Regions from separate parts of the Sus scrofa genome. Here all the other regions are linked to region 2. The links are chromatin contacts, called in public HiChIP or PLAC-seq maps. All regions are on one chromosome and are shown on one strand. The core of a region is the stretch at or near the end of the contact, and the rest is flanking DNA. Distances in the headings are between cores, read along the strand shown. Region 1 overlaps ELF1 (ETS-related transcription factor Elf-1). Region 2 holds the start of WBP4 (WW domain-binding protein 4). Region 3 overlaps ELF1 (ETS-related transcription factor Elf-1).

Region 1 (4,403 bases), core at 531-3,030, 79 kb before region 2:
TTTCGAGTTCTCAGCTCTGAGCAGTGCTCTCTGGCAGAGGTGAAAGCAGAGCAGTTCGGGGGAGGAGCCTGGGACCAGCTTGAGTACCAGGAGGGTGTTCCCTCATTCCCTCGTATAGACCATGAGAAAAATGAAACATCATCTCTACACATGGCACATCTAGATGGCCAAACACGCCCCCAAATCAGAGTGACGGGTGAACAAAATGAGTCAATTAAAATCCTTGAAACAATTTTCCGTGGTACAGTTTTAAAAAATTAATTTGGGGGACTAGATGAAGATATGAACATATCTGTATTCTAAGAGCATAAAACATAATCCTCCTCTCCCTACACAGTTCCCCATCCCCAGGAGCTACCACTGTTACCAGTTTCCAAAGTACATTTAAAATGATTTCAGGAATTGACGGATTACATAAAAAAAAAAAAAAAAAAAAAAGCCAGGATTGTGCAATAGGTCTCTGGGTCTCCGCATTAAGTTTCTGTGGAGGATTCCTCACAGCCAGATTCTCGGCATACTTTGCAAATCTGTCCTTAAAACAGCTTCTTTATCTGCAAATGAGGATATCTCTGTAGACTCACTCAAGCTCTTTACGGGGCTTATCCCTTCCAATCTCTATTTTTTTTTTTTTTTTTCCAAATCTCTATTTTAAAAGAAAGTGAAAAGCCGTTTTCGCAATCCGGCAGAGAAGTCTTAGAGAGCTGCAGACACACCGCCCAACACACTGGTCTAACTTAGGAACATACTTTTGTGACTGAAAGAAAATGTAGTATATGAATCCAGTTTTTTATTGTATTATTATTATTATTTTGTCTTTTTGTCTTTTCTAGGGCCGCACCTGCGGCATATGGAGGTTCCCAGGCCAGGGGTCCAATCGGAGCTGCAGCCACCGGCCTACACCACAGCCACAGCAACTCAGGATCCGAGCCATGTCTGCAACCCACACCACAGCTCATGGCAACGCCGGATCCTCAACCCACTGAGCGAGGCCAGGGATCGAACCGCAACCTCGTGGTTCCTAGTTGGATCCTTAACCATTGAGCCACGATGGGAACTCCTTAAATTTTTAATATGGACATGTATGTGGGAGTAAGTGAAAATCCCCATTATCACAACTGCAATTCCTATAAAAGGCTACTTAATATTCTTTTAGTCTTTCAGATCCTCTTTCTCCGTCAAGGTTCCTTTTCTCTCTTATCCTCTCCCCTCACAGAATGGTTATGGAATTTGGACTTTCTCAAGTCAAAGACGCAATGCCAATGCACGTGCTGTCACTTTGCATTGTGTTTCTGGGCAATACTCCTTTCATCATTCAAGCTCTCTCGAGATACCTCTTTACAAAGACGTTCCTTCTTCATAAAAGGAGGAAAACAGCTGCCACACACTGTACAGGGCTTATGGCGAGGATCAAAAGAGAAAAAGCACATGCCTACAGGACTTGGCAAAGCTAAGAGACAATAAATATCCCCTCACATAGTTAAAGTATCTATCGTGAGCTTGAGTGGCACAGTGGGTTAAGGATCCGGCATCGTCACTGCCAGGGCTCAGGTCCCTCTGGCAGCTTGGCTTCCATTCTGGGCCCCGAACTTCTACATGCTGCAGGTGCAGCCAAAAAAAAAAAAAAAAACCCCAAAGAAACAAAACTACCTTAAAATTAGCCTCCTGTTCGTGTGCACATGCACGCACTCTGCCAGTTTTTGGTATCAGTGTTATACGGGCTCTGTCAAAATGAATTAGGGAACTTCTCTCTCTGAACTGAAACTGTTTAAATGATTCACTAAAGCTTAAAATAGCTCACCCATGAAACTCTTGGGCCTACCAGTCTTAGGTATGTGGAGACTGTTCCCTGGCAATCTCCTCAGGGTTTTGTTGGTGTCGCTGTTACTAGTACATTTCCATTTTAAACAAAATACCAAATATTGATTACTACCATTTCTTTCTTTTTTTTTTTTTTTTTTTTTGGGCTTTTAAGGGCTGCTCCCGAGGCATATGGAGGTTCCCAGGCCTAGGGGTCAAATCAGAGCTGTAGCCACCGGCCTACACCACAGCCAGAGCAACGCCAGATCCAAGCCACATCTGCAACCCACACCACAGCTCACGGCAACACCACACCCCTAACCCCCTGAGCAAAGCCAGGGATAGAACCTGCATCCTCTTGAATGCTAGTCAGATTCGTTGCTGCTGAGCCACGAAAGGAACTCCCCTGATTACTACCATTTTGATTCCAAAAACTTAACAATACTTCAATGCATGAGCTCAAGTGATTAAAAAAAAAAACAAAAAAAAAAAACGCTACACAGTTCTGCATCATCTCTTAATAGAAATACAAACAAATCAAGTGCTATCAAGAAAAGTAATGAAGAAATAAATGAACAAAAAGTAAGGCAAACTATCCACTAACTGATGTTCTAAAAGAACGTTATTAAATCACAGTAGGAATCCAGATCTTTTGGTGAATAAACTACAGTATTTTGAATAATACCCTTGTGAGGTTGCCCTGGGACTCTATTACAGGTTTCTGAAATAGTTCCAGTTATCCGGTAATAAACACAAGTCTATCACAGAAAATGAGAAGAATACTTACACTGTGATTTGTGCGAATCACAGTGTATGTGGAGAATAGTCTGTAAACTATAAAGGGCTCTGCAAAATGTTCGCAGTGTTATTTTTACACTTTACTCAACACAAGAGCAGCTAATGTTTTCCTGGCACAGAGGTTAACATCCAAAGTAGCATCGGGGCACGACATTTAAATATAAGCTACTATGAGTCCCCTTCTTCCCAGTAGCTCTTTTTTTCCAATTCCTAGGTTTTTAAGGATTATGCACCTTTTATAAATATCACAATGTAGATAAATATTATGTGGCAGGCAATAGTTTTGTATAAGAGAAAAATGATTCAAATTTCTGGTAATTAACATCATCAAAGTACCTCCTTAATCCAATTAAAAAGAAACCCACTACAGGGCTATGTAAAAAGCATCCTCCAGTCTATCTTTAAGAGTTCCTTGGAGTTCCCGTCGCGGCTCAGGGGTTAATGAACTGACTAGGAACCATGAGGTTGCGGGTTCGATCCCTGGCCTCGCTCAGGGGGTTAAGGATCCAGCGTTGCCATGAGATGGGGTGTATGTAGGTCGCAGACGCGGCTCGGATTCCGAGTTGCCGTGGCTGTGGTGTAGACTGGTGGCTACAGCTCCATTAGACCCCTAGCCTGGGAACCTCCATATGCTTCGGGAGCAACCCTAGAAAAGGCAAAAAGACAAAAAAAAAAAAAAAAAGAGTTCCTTACGTAGGTCCCACTGTGGCACAGTGGGTTAAGAATCGGACGGCAGCAGCTTGAGTCACTGTTGGGCACAGCGGGTTAAGGATCAGCTTTGCTGCAGCCGTAGTGGAGGTTGCAGCTGTGGCTCAGATTTGATCCCTGGCCTGGGAACTTTCATATGCCACAGGTGTCGCCATTTTAAAAAAAGCCCCTTACTAAATAATAAAACAGAATAAAATAAAAGTGGTATCCTGAATGTGGTGGTGATGATGATGACTGCGATAGTGATGATGAAAGCAGTTACTCTGTTAAGCATGTCACATGGCTAATGCCAGTTAACGCCCCAACGCTGTGCTCTTGTTGTGTTGACCCTGGTCAATCAGAGACAGAACTGAAATCTGAATCCAGACGGTGTGACTTCGGTGTGACTCCAGAGTCTAAGAGCTTCACCACCACGACAGAGCACAAACAGAGGATCCTACAGGCATCTTAAAAGCTCCATCTCAGCTAAAGCTTGGGTTTAAAATATATATATCCATGTCTCCTCGATTCGGTTTTGGCAGGCGCCAAGTCTCTAGAAAGTTGTCCATGTCTTCTCGGTTGTCAAATTTGTTAGCATGCGATGGCTAGTCACTTAGGATGGAGCATGATAATGTGCGTGAAAAGAATGCACACATGTATGTGTGCCTGGGTCACCATGCTATAGAGCAGAAAAGTGACAGAACACAGTAAACCAGCTATAATGGAAAAAAATAAAAATCATCATACAAACTAAAAAAAATAATTAATACATAAATAAGATAAAATATATATACGTGTGTTTTTCCTTCATGTGCACTGTGTTAGAAGCTACAGCTGGAAAAGTTTGTTTTATTTCTGTTGGCTCCCATAGAGATGAGTGTTTGTGAAGAAGCATCACTTTTCTCTCACACAGCACCATGAAAAACAGAAAAGTCTAAGCGAAATGGTCTTTTCTCCAGACCTCCCCAAGACCATGTTTGAAATTCCATTGGGGAGTTCCCGTCGTGGCGCAGTGGTTAACAAATCCGACTAGGAACCATGAGGTTGCGGGTTCGATCCCTGCCCTTGCTCAGTGGGTCAAGGTTCCGGCGTTGCCGTGAGCTGTGGTGTAGGTCACAGAC
Region 2 (4,037 bases), core at 1,286-3,785:
AAAGCCCCTCTAAAAAGATAACATTGGGGAATTCCTGTCATGGTGCAGTGGTTAACCAATCCGACTGGGAATCATAAGGTTGCGGGTTCGATCCCTGGCCTTGCTCAGTGGGTTAAGGGTCCAGCGTTGCCATGAGCTGTGGTGTAGGTTGCAGATGCGGGTCGGATCTCTCGTTGCTGTGGCTGTGGTGTAGGCCGGTGGCTACAGCTCCGCTTAGACCCCCTAGCCCGGGAACCTCCATATGCCACGAGGGTGGCCCTAGAAATGACAAAAAGCCAAAAATAAATAAATAAATAAAAAGATAATGTTGGGAGTTCCCATCGAGGCTCAGTGGTAACCAACCCGACTAGCATCCATGAGGACTTTGGGTTCAGTAAAGCTCTTTGCAATTATACTAAGTGCTCAGTTGAAAATCATATCCATTTCAGAGCAATTTGGTACAGTACCGTATCAAGCCATTACAAGATGCAAGGTCAAGATTGAAGCTCCCTCTGGAGCCTAAGCAGAGGGGTCTTTTCTTCCTTCCAAATCTGGGCCTAAGGCTTCAGTGAAGGGTTTCTGAACAAGGACACCATCCCCCTCTAGCTACATGCAACGTTTCCACTTTTATTACTACTACAAAAATTGCTCACCAATTCTTGCAACTCTTAAGTTTGAGAGTGATATGTATTATCAAGAATGTACAGCTCTAAAAAAGAAAGAAAGAAAGAAAGAAAGAAAGAAAGAAAGAAAGAAAGAAAGAAAGAAAGAAAGAAAGAAATTATGGCTCCAAACCCAGAGCACAGAGAAAGTGAAAGATCTACACAAGGTCATAAAGCTAATCATTGCAGGGTCCAAAATATAATGCCGATTCATTATTCTACCCACAACTTCCTAACATGAAGAACGTGAACATCGGATGACTTTCAAAAGTCTCTGATGGTGCTCGGTGCAGACTGGAGGTTCAAATATTTGAATTCATGACGATGATCTAAAACAGTTTTCATCAGAAAGTTTACTTCGAATGATGAAGGATAAGTAATTAATCCTTCATCATGCAGATCACATTCACAGATTATTTCAAAACTCACGGTGCAGTTAAAACTTTGGGAAAGCACATTGAAACCTTGTGCTCTTCAAAACAGCCCTGACCAGAAACCCATCCACAAGCCGCACTTTTTCCTTCTTCATTTGCTCCCAGAGACCCAAGAGACTAAACATTAGGGCTCACCCCATTTTTCTAATGTCAGCCCGCATTTAAGATAACGCTTTTGTCTCATGTACAGCTCACATGCTGCTGACACAGCTGCCCCTTCTTTGTAATAAACACAGGGCTTCTATATTTAAAAATACAGTGAAACTTTGTTGTAACATCCCCTCCCGTCTCCAGCCAATTTTCTCTTCCAAGCCCCACCTCCAACCCCAGGATTCTCTATCGGCGGCACTCAAAACGTTAGACCTTTGTGCAAAGACAAGTTTCTTTAAAGACAACTCATCCTAGTGGTATTTCTCTTTTCCACTGTGTGTGTGTGTGTGTGTGTGTGTGTGTGTGTGTGTGTGTTGGGATTGGGGGGATGGGGGCGGAGAATGGGACAGATGCCCTGCCCCAGAGGCCTTCCGAAGCCAAGGCACTCAAGTCTGTGGCTCTGGAGTCTGGGGTAGTTTTGTGAACCACGGCCAGCGACCCGACGTCCAGTTGGGAGGACCTCGCAGGCCGGCCTCGGGGCGGGGCTCCGGCGCCGCGGGAGCCCCGGGTGGACACGCGGCCGATGGGGCGGCCGCGGGCAGCGGCGCGGTGGCGAAATTGGTGCCCGCGGGCATCGGAGATCCCCCGCCCGCCCTCGGCTCCCCCCAGCCCTGCCCGGGGGCTGCCTTGGGGCGGGGGTGTTTCTAGTAAACACCCGGCCAAGATAAGGAGGACTTGCGAGCCAGGCGAGGGCTCCCGGAGGCCGAAGGCTGGGGACAAACACTCCCCGCGTCGCTTGGGACCGTCAGAAGGGGGCGGCCGAGGAGGAGGGTGTGGGCCCGAGGTGGGGCGCTGGGGGCAGATAAGGCGAGGCCGGAGTTAATCATCACCTCCCGAGCGTTTGGAAAGGGACGGCCCGGGGACTGGAGGAGCTGGAGGGCGGCCCGGGGAAAGTGAAACTCCTTCCTCGCGGCTCAGCCCCGCCAGGCTCCAGCGGGAGCACCGGGACCCTGAGCGTGGTCGCTCCGCCAGCCCGGCCGGCGCAGCACTCGTGGCTCCCAAAGCCGCAGCCCAGATCACGGCGTCTCTAACAAGTACACTAAAGCGAGTTTTCCACCGTATCACCCACCAAAAGAAGGGAGAAAAAGAGCCAGAGCCATTGGAAATAAAATAAAAGTTACCCCCAGGGCCCATTTCTAAAAGTGGTTGCAACGTTCCCATACCGGGAGTCGAACCCGGGCCGCCTGGGTGAAAACCAGGAATCCTAACCGCTAGACCATATGGGAAGTGCTGCTGAGAGCACGGCGGTGACTCACCTGACAAGCGCAAACGCTGCCTCTGTTCCGTCTCTACCTCCCGCCACCATCCGAGCCGCCGCCGCCGCCGCTGTTGCTTGCTGCCCACGCGCTCGCGAGCCAGGGAACGCGCCCGTCCCGAGCGCGCGGGCGTCCCGGGGGCGGGGCGGGGTCGCTCCGCCGCCTCGGGAAAGTTTTGAGGCCAAGCTCCACGAGTCGCGGTCCTGAAACCAACTGTTTCACCTCTCTTTTTTGAACTCCGCCAACAGCCCCCAGCCTACAGGTCCGGGCTGCTCCGCTGGTCAAAGTGCGTGCGGACTAGTTGGCAAAGTTGAGGGCGGCGACGTCTCTGGGAACAGCTGTTTGCGTTCGGGGCGGAGGCGGCGCGCGAGCTCCTGGGCCACGGGCCAGCGAGCCTAGAAGAAGGGTGGAGGTTCTGGATCCCAGGGGGAGAGAGAGAGAAAAAAAGGAGAGATGACGCGGGGACGTGAGGCTCGAGCTTCCCGGCCTTCAGCTCAGGTCCCGTCGCGCTTTCGCCCCTTCTCGGTGACCTCAACCCCTTTATAGCGACCCCACCTCTCCGGAGCCGGGAGTACCGCCCCTGGAGGAGGAGGGGAAGGGGAGGAGATTTCAAACGCGGATTGAGTCGTCTGGGCACCCGTAGTTGGGAACCGGGGAGCACTGGTCCGGAGGAAGGAGGGAGGCGTCCGGGGCTCGGAGGCTCCGGTGGGCCTCGCGGTGATCCGGGCTCGGACTCTCCCTGTGTGGGGCACGCGAGCCTTAATCGGACCCGGGGGCGACCCGCGGAGCGGCTGGTCCAGTCATGTGAGTCAGGTCTCAGGCTCTAAACAAGGAGGTCTTGTTTCTCCGGGAGGCCCTTTCCCCGCCGGGTCTCTTCCTCCGCCACCACCCCCTCTCCCCCCGCCCGCGGCCGGGGGCGTGACGGACGCTCTCTTAACTCGCTCGGGACCGGCGGCCGACTGGCGGGGCCGGTTCTCCGTGCGGCGTAGGGATGCTACCCCGCGGAGCGCCCTGGGGGCCTGGAGTACGGACCCCTGGAGGGAGGCTGGCGGCCTCTGGAGGTTGGACGGCCGCCGGGATGCTACGGAGCGCTCCCTCCACCTAGCGGGTCGGAAGCCGCGAGCATCCTTTTCGTTTCTCTCGAGCTGGAACCCCGGGGTATTGTGAAAGTATAGGGCTGGACCGCGGCCACCGCTGCCTCCTCCCATCACTAGAAGCGGGCAGCCCTGGTGAGCTTCTAACTTTTTTTAGTTTTTGGTTTTACCGGCTGAGAGATCCTTTGGCTTTTCCAACTCTCTTTTTCTTCCCCTGAGGCTCAAATTGTATTAACTGATGGTCTTAGAGGGATCACAGTCACGCATTGGAGGCGTCTTCTGCTTTGTTCTTTGGGTGGAAATAACGTGATTTAAAGCAAACTTTACGAGTTTCTTCATGCCTCCATTGCCGTAACCTCCAAAAATTCCAGAAAGGAGTCGAAGGGATAAGTAATCTTCTCCAAGATGATCTTTATTTCTTCACGCGGATGACAGTAAAAAATGAGAAATTTTGTTTAAGCT
Region 3 (4,222 bases), core at 136-2,635, 110 kb before region 2:
CCTTAACCCACTGAGTGAGGCCAGGGATCGAACCTTGTCCTCATGGATGCTAGTCAGGTTCGTATCCACTGAGTGAGTCCAGGGATCGAACCTGTGTCCTCATGGATGCCAGTCAGATTCGTATCCACTGAGCCACAACGGGAACTCTTTCTTTAGAATTATTTCGTCTTACAGTTTGTCTTTTTAGCTGTTTCAAATAGCAGGATAAGTCCAGGTTCTGGTTTGTTTGTTTTTTTCTTCCCCTCCAGTTTTATGGATATAGAATTGACATATTGTGTAAGTTTAAGGTGTACCTGATGATTTGATACACCTGCATATTGCAAAATGATTCCCACAGTAGGGTGAGTTAACACATCCATTACTTCACATGACAATCACTTCTTTTTTATGGGGAGAACATTTAATCTTTATTCTCTTAGAAACTTCCACAGTCACCATGCTTGTTTATCAGTTCTCAGAACCCATTCATCTTATAAGTGGAAGTTTGTACCCATTCATCTTATAAGTGGAAGTTTGTCCACTTTGATTTCCATATAAGTGGAAGTTTGTACCCTCAGTTCCTGCACTCCGCAGAAATCCCCCTTTTTCTGTCTGTTTCTATGCGTTTGGCTATTGCAGATTTCATATATAAAGGAGGGCATACGGTATTGATGTTTCTCGGGCTTATTTCACTTAGCATAATGTGCTCAGGGTCCATCCGTGTTGCTAAAAAGGTCAGGGTAGCTCTTTCTCTCATAGCTGAATAATATTCCCATCTGTGTATTTATGTATCACAGCTTCTTGACCCATTTATCTGTGGATGGAGATGTGGTTGTCTCCAAATCTTGGCTACTGTGAATAAGGCCACAGTGCATATGGGAGTATAGCCATCTCTTTAATATTCTGTGTTCATTTCCATTGGATATACACCTAGAAGTGGGATTGCCAAATTGTACAGTATTTGCAGTTTTAACTTTTTGAGGAACCTCCATTCTGTTTCCTATAGTGGCTGTATCAATTTCAATTTCCACCAACAGGACAGAAAGATTCCGTTTTCTCCACATCTTTGCCAACACTCTCTTTTCTTTTTCTATGACTTTTTCTAGGCATTCTGACTGGTATGAAGTGGTACCTTATTTAGCTTTTTTTGGGGGGTGCCATACCTACAGCATATGGAAATTCCCAGGCGAGGGGTCGAATAGGAGCTGCAGCTGACAGCCTGCACCACAGCCACAGCAACGAGGAATCTGAGCTGCGGATGTGGACGTGACCTACACCACAGCTCATGGCAACATCAGATCTGTAACCCACTGAGCGAGGCCAGGGATCGAACCCGCATACTCCTTGGTACTAGTCAGGTTCGATACTGCTGAGCCACAACAGGAACTCCAATCTTACTGTAGTTTCGATTTGTACTTCCCTGATGATTAGTGTATTGAGCATCTTTTCCTTTAGAAAAACGTCTATTCAGGTCCTCTGCCCATTTTTTACTTTGTTATTTTGCTATTGAATTACATGCATTGCTTATATAATTTGGATATTACCCTCTTATCAGATATATGGTTTGCAAACATTCTCTCCCATTCTGTAATTCATCTTTTCAAGTTGTTGACTGTTTCCTTTGCTGTGCCGAAGACTTTTAGTTTAATGTAGCCCCGCTTGATGACTTCTGCTTTTTTTTTTTTTTTTTTTTTTTTTTGGCTTTTGTCCTCTTAGGGCCACACCCGTGGCATATGGAAGTTCCCAGACTAGGGGTCTAACTAGAGCTGTTGCTGCCGGCCTACACCACAGCCACAGCAACACAGGATCCGAGCCCTGTCGGTGACCAACACTACAGCTCATGGCAACGCCGGATCCTTAACCCACTGAGCGAGGCCAGGGATCAAACCCGCCACTTCATGGTTCCTAGTCAGATTCGTTTCTGCTGTGCCATGACGGGAACTCCAACTTTTGCTTTTGTTGCCTGTGCTTTTGGTGTCCAAAAAATTGTTGCCAAGTCATGTTCTTTATTCCATCTTGACTAGAAGATGAAGTTTCATCTGGTATTTTTTGTAATAGTTTCACTCTTTGACCATATTTTTTATTCTCTTGCTTGAATAATGACAAATCATATTCATCGAAAGTTTCTATTTGACAGTTTTATTATCTGAGATGCTTAGCAAACTAACCTTTGGATTTTCCACGTTTGCTACTTCTCTTTCAAGAAGTATCTTATGTATTCTGTGACACTGCCATATGAGGTCACTTTCAACAGGGTTTTATTTGAAGAAATCCTGTGCAGCCGGGATTTAAATGTGCCAAAGCAGTTTTAGAAGGGCTTCACTTGGTGCCCAAAGTTACTGCCAGCCGGGACCCACTGTTAGGTTAATTACTTGGCTGGAAATTCCTACAGTCCATTATAGTTTAAAAATCTAATCATTAAACCTAGATCAGGGCAAACCTCGGATTACGAATTCTCAAAGGAAAAATTTTCTACCTAGCTGAGCCATACAAGCTTCCTTAACATCTGCCTGTGCCAATGGGTGGACTTTTCTTCCCCTTAGGGTACAGTCTTTCAAGGATCCTAGTTACTTGCTGAGGTCTTTGTCTAAAGCCCCAGGCTGCACTGGACCAAGACTACAGCATCTGCCTCTACAATAAATCTAAGCCCCTTAGACATCTAGACTGACACGTCCTTCTCAGCCCTTCAGAGCTGCTGCAGTGACCGCTCATTCTTGGTGTTGCCATTGTTTGCTCGTTTTTGGCTTTTGGAATTTCCCTTATTTTCATGTGAAGTTAGGTTACATTGTGGCTGGTGATGCCACTAATGGCGATATTAAACTCAAAATATTAAAGAAGCTGGAATTTCTCAAAAGGCAATGCAATGGAAAGATTGTCAAACTTCAGAATGTAAGTATGGTCCTAAATTTGCCAAAACTTAAACATTCCCCCTAACACATTCTCCCATTTTTCATTTCAATTACTTACGTGTTGATTTCCAACTTGTATTCTTTCCGCTGGACTCATACATTGGAATCTATGCAAGTGGTTTTCAAACTATGTTCTGCGCAAGGAAACTCACCCACCCTTACGGGCTGAGATTTTTCTGAGTTTGGATAAAAGGGTTTCGATAAAAGATTGAAGCGTTAAAAATTGGAAAATCTGGAGTTCCCGTTGTGGCTCAGGGGCGACAAACCCAACTGGTACCCATGAGGATGCGGGTTCAATCCCTGGCCTTGCTCAGTAGGTTAAAGAATCTGGTGTTGCTGAGAGCAGTGGTGTAGGGTGCAGACTCGGCTCAGATCCTGTATTGCTGTGGCTGTGGTGTAGGCCAGCAGCTATAGCTCCAATTCGACCCCTAGACTGGGAACTTCCACATGCCATGTGCGCAGCCCTAGAAAGAAAGAAAGAAAGAAAAAGTTGGAAAATTCCTTTTCTATGAGATAATCCAAATGTTTAAAAAGTATAGAATATTTTTTTTTTAAGTTTTTTTTGCTTTTTAGGGACACACCGGAGACATATGGAGGTTCCAAGGCTAGGCGTCTAATCAGAGCTACAGCTGCCAGGCTACACCACAGCCACAGCAATGCCAGTTCTGAGCCACGCCTGTGACCTACACCACAGCTCATGGCAACGCCAGATCCTTAACCCACTGAGTGAGGCCAGGGATCGAACACTCAACCTCATGGTTCCTAGCTGGATTCATTTCCGCTGCACCACGACAGGAGCTCCAAAACCGTTTTTTATTTTTGTTTTTTATTTTTTGTCTTTTTGCCATTTCTTGGGCCGCTCCCGCGGTATATGGAGGTTCCATTGCTAGGAGTCTGATCGGAGCTGTAGCTGCCAGCCTACGCCACAGCCACAGCAACGCGGGATCCGAGCCTCGTCTGTGACCTACACCACAGCTCACGGCAATGCTGGATCCTTAACTCACTGAGCAAGGGCAGGGATTGAACCCGCAACCTCATGGTTCCTAGTCGGATTCGTTAACCACTGAGCCATGACGGGAACTCCAAAAATCGTTTTTTAAAAAATGAATCTAACACAGAGAAATCTCTTGATTTCTGTTTTCACCTTCAGTTTTTTTTTTCTTACAGAAGTCTTAATTGGTATAGAAACATCCTTGAATAAAAATTCTGTTTAGATTGCACATTGAGAGTTGACTGTTGGCCTTAAACAAATAAACCACCCACCTTTCTTCTTCTTCGGTTGTTCTGGTGACGAGGGTCCTGGGGAGTGTGCAAAGGTCTCTTGAACCTGCTGA

Evidence for each region. HiChIP or PLAC-seq counts read pairs in DNA pulled down with a chosen protein or histone mark.
Region 1: a contact with region 2 is called in an H3K27ac HiChIP or PLAC-seq map of alveolar macrophages. The contact joins the enhancer-like site here to the promoter of WBP4 in region 2. A contact is called at or near these places in 2 of 5 promoter capture datasets (both in liver), 7 of 47 Hi-C or Micro-C datasets (blood, heart right ventricle, omental adipose tissue and 3 more) and 2 of 2 datasets of contacts at active chromatin or transcription factors (alveolar macrophages and skeletal muscle).
Region 3: an H3K27ac HiChIP or PLAC-seq map of alveolar macrophages shows a contact between it and region 2. The contact joins the enhancer-like site here to the promoter of WBP4 in region 2. A contact is called at or near these places in 1 of 5 promoter capture datasets (liver), 5 of 47 Hi-C or Micro-C datasets (epiblast stem cells, heart right ventricle, liver and 2 more) and 2 of 2 datasets of contacts at active chromatin or transcription factors (alveolar macrophages and skeletal muscle).

The regions. Positions count from the first base shown.
Region 1 is chr11:25,849,313-25,853,715 of Sscrofa11.1, reverse strand. All of the region lies in intron 2 of ELF1 (ETS-related transcription factor Elf-1), which reads right to left. Among named protein-coding and RNA genes, the nearest start is that of SUGT1, 54 kb to the left of the region's middle. Within about 2 kb of position 1,780, at least 16 of the 83 cell types and tissues checked have an H3K27ac peak or open chromatin away from gene starts, as enhancers often do. A contact at or near this core is called in alveolar macrophages, omental adipose tissue and skeletal muscle, where this site is marked.
Region 2 is chr11:25,771,053-25,775,089 of Sscrofa11.1, reverse strand. It overlaps WBP4 (WW domain-binding protein 4), which reads left to right and starts at 2,535. Exons shown (of 10, transcript XM_021065642.1): 1 at 2,535-2,767. ELF1 (ETS-related transcription factor Elf-1) reads right to left here and starts at 3,000. Exons shown (of 9, transcript XM_021065635.1): 1 at 2,482-3,000. TRNAE-UUC (a tRNA gene) reads right to left here and starts at 2,451; the gene lies at 2,380-2,451.
Region 3 is chr11:25,876,489-25,880,710 of Sscrofa11.1, reverse strand. ELF1 (ETS-related transcription factor Elf-1) reads right to left here. Exons shown (of 9, transcript XM_021065635.1): 5 at 4,152-4,222. Among named protein-coding and RNA genes, the nearest start is that of SUGT1, 27 kb to the left of the region's middle. Within about 2 kb of position 1,385, at least 1 of the 83 cell types and tissues checked has an H3K27ac peak or open chromatin away from gene starts, as enhancers often do. A contact at or near this core is called in alveolar macrophages, where this site is marked.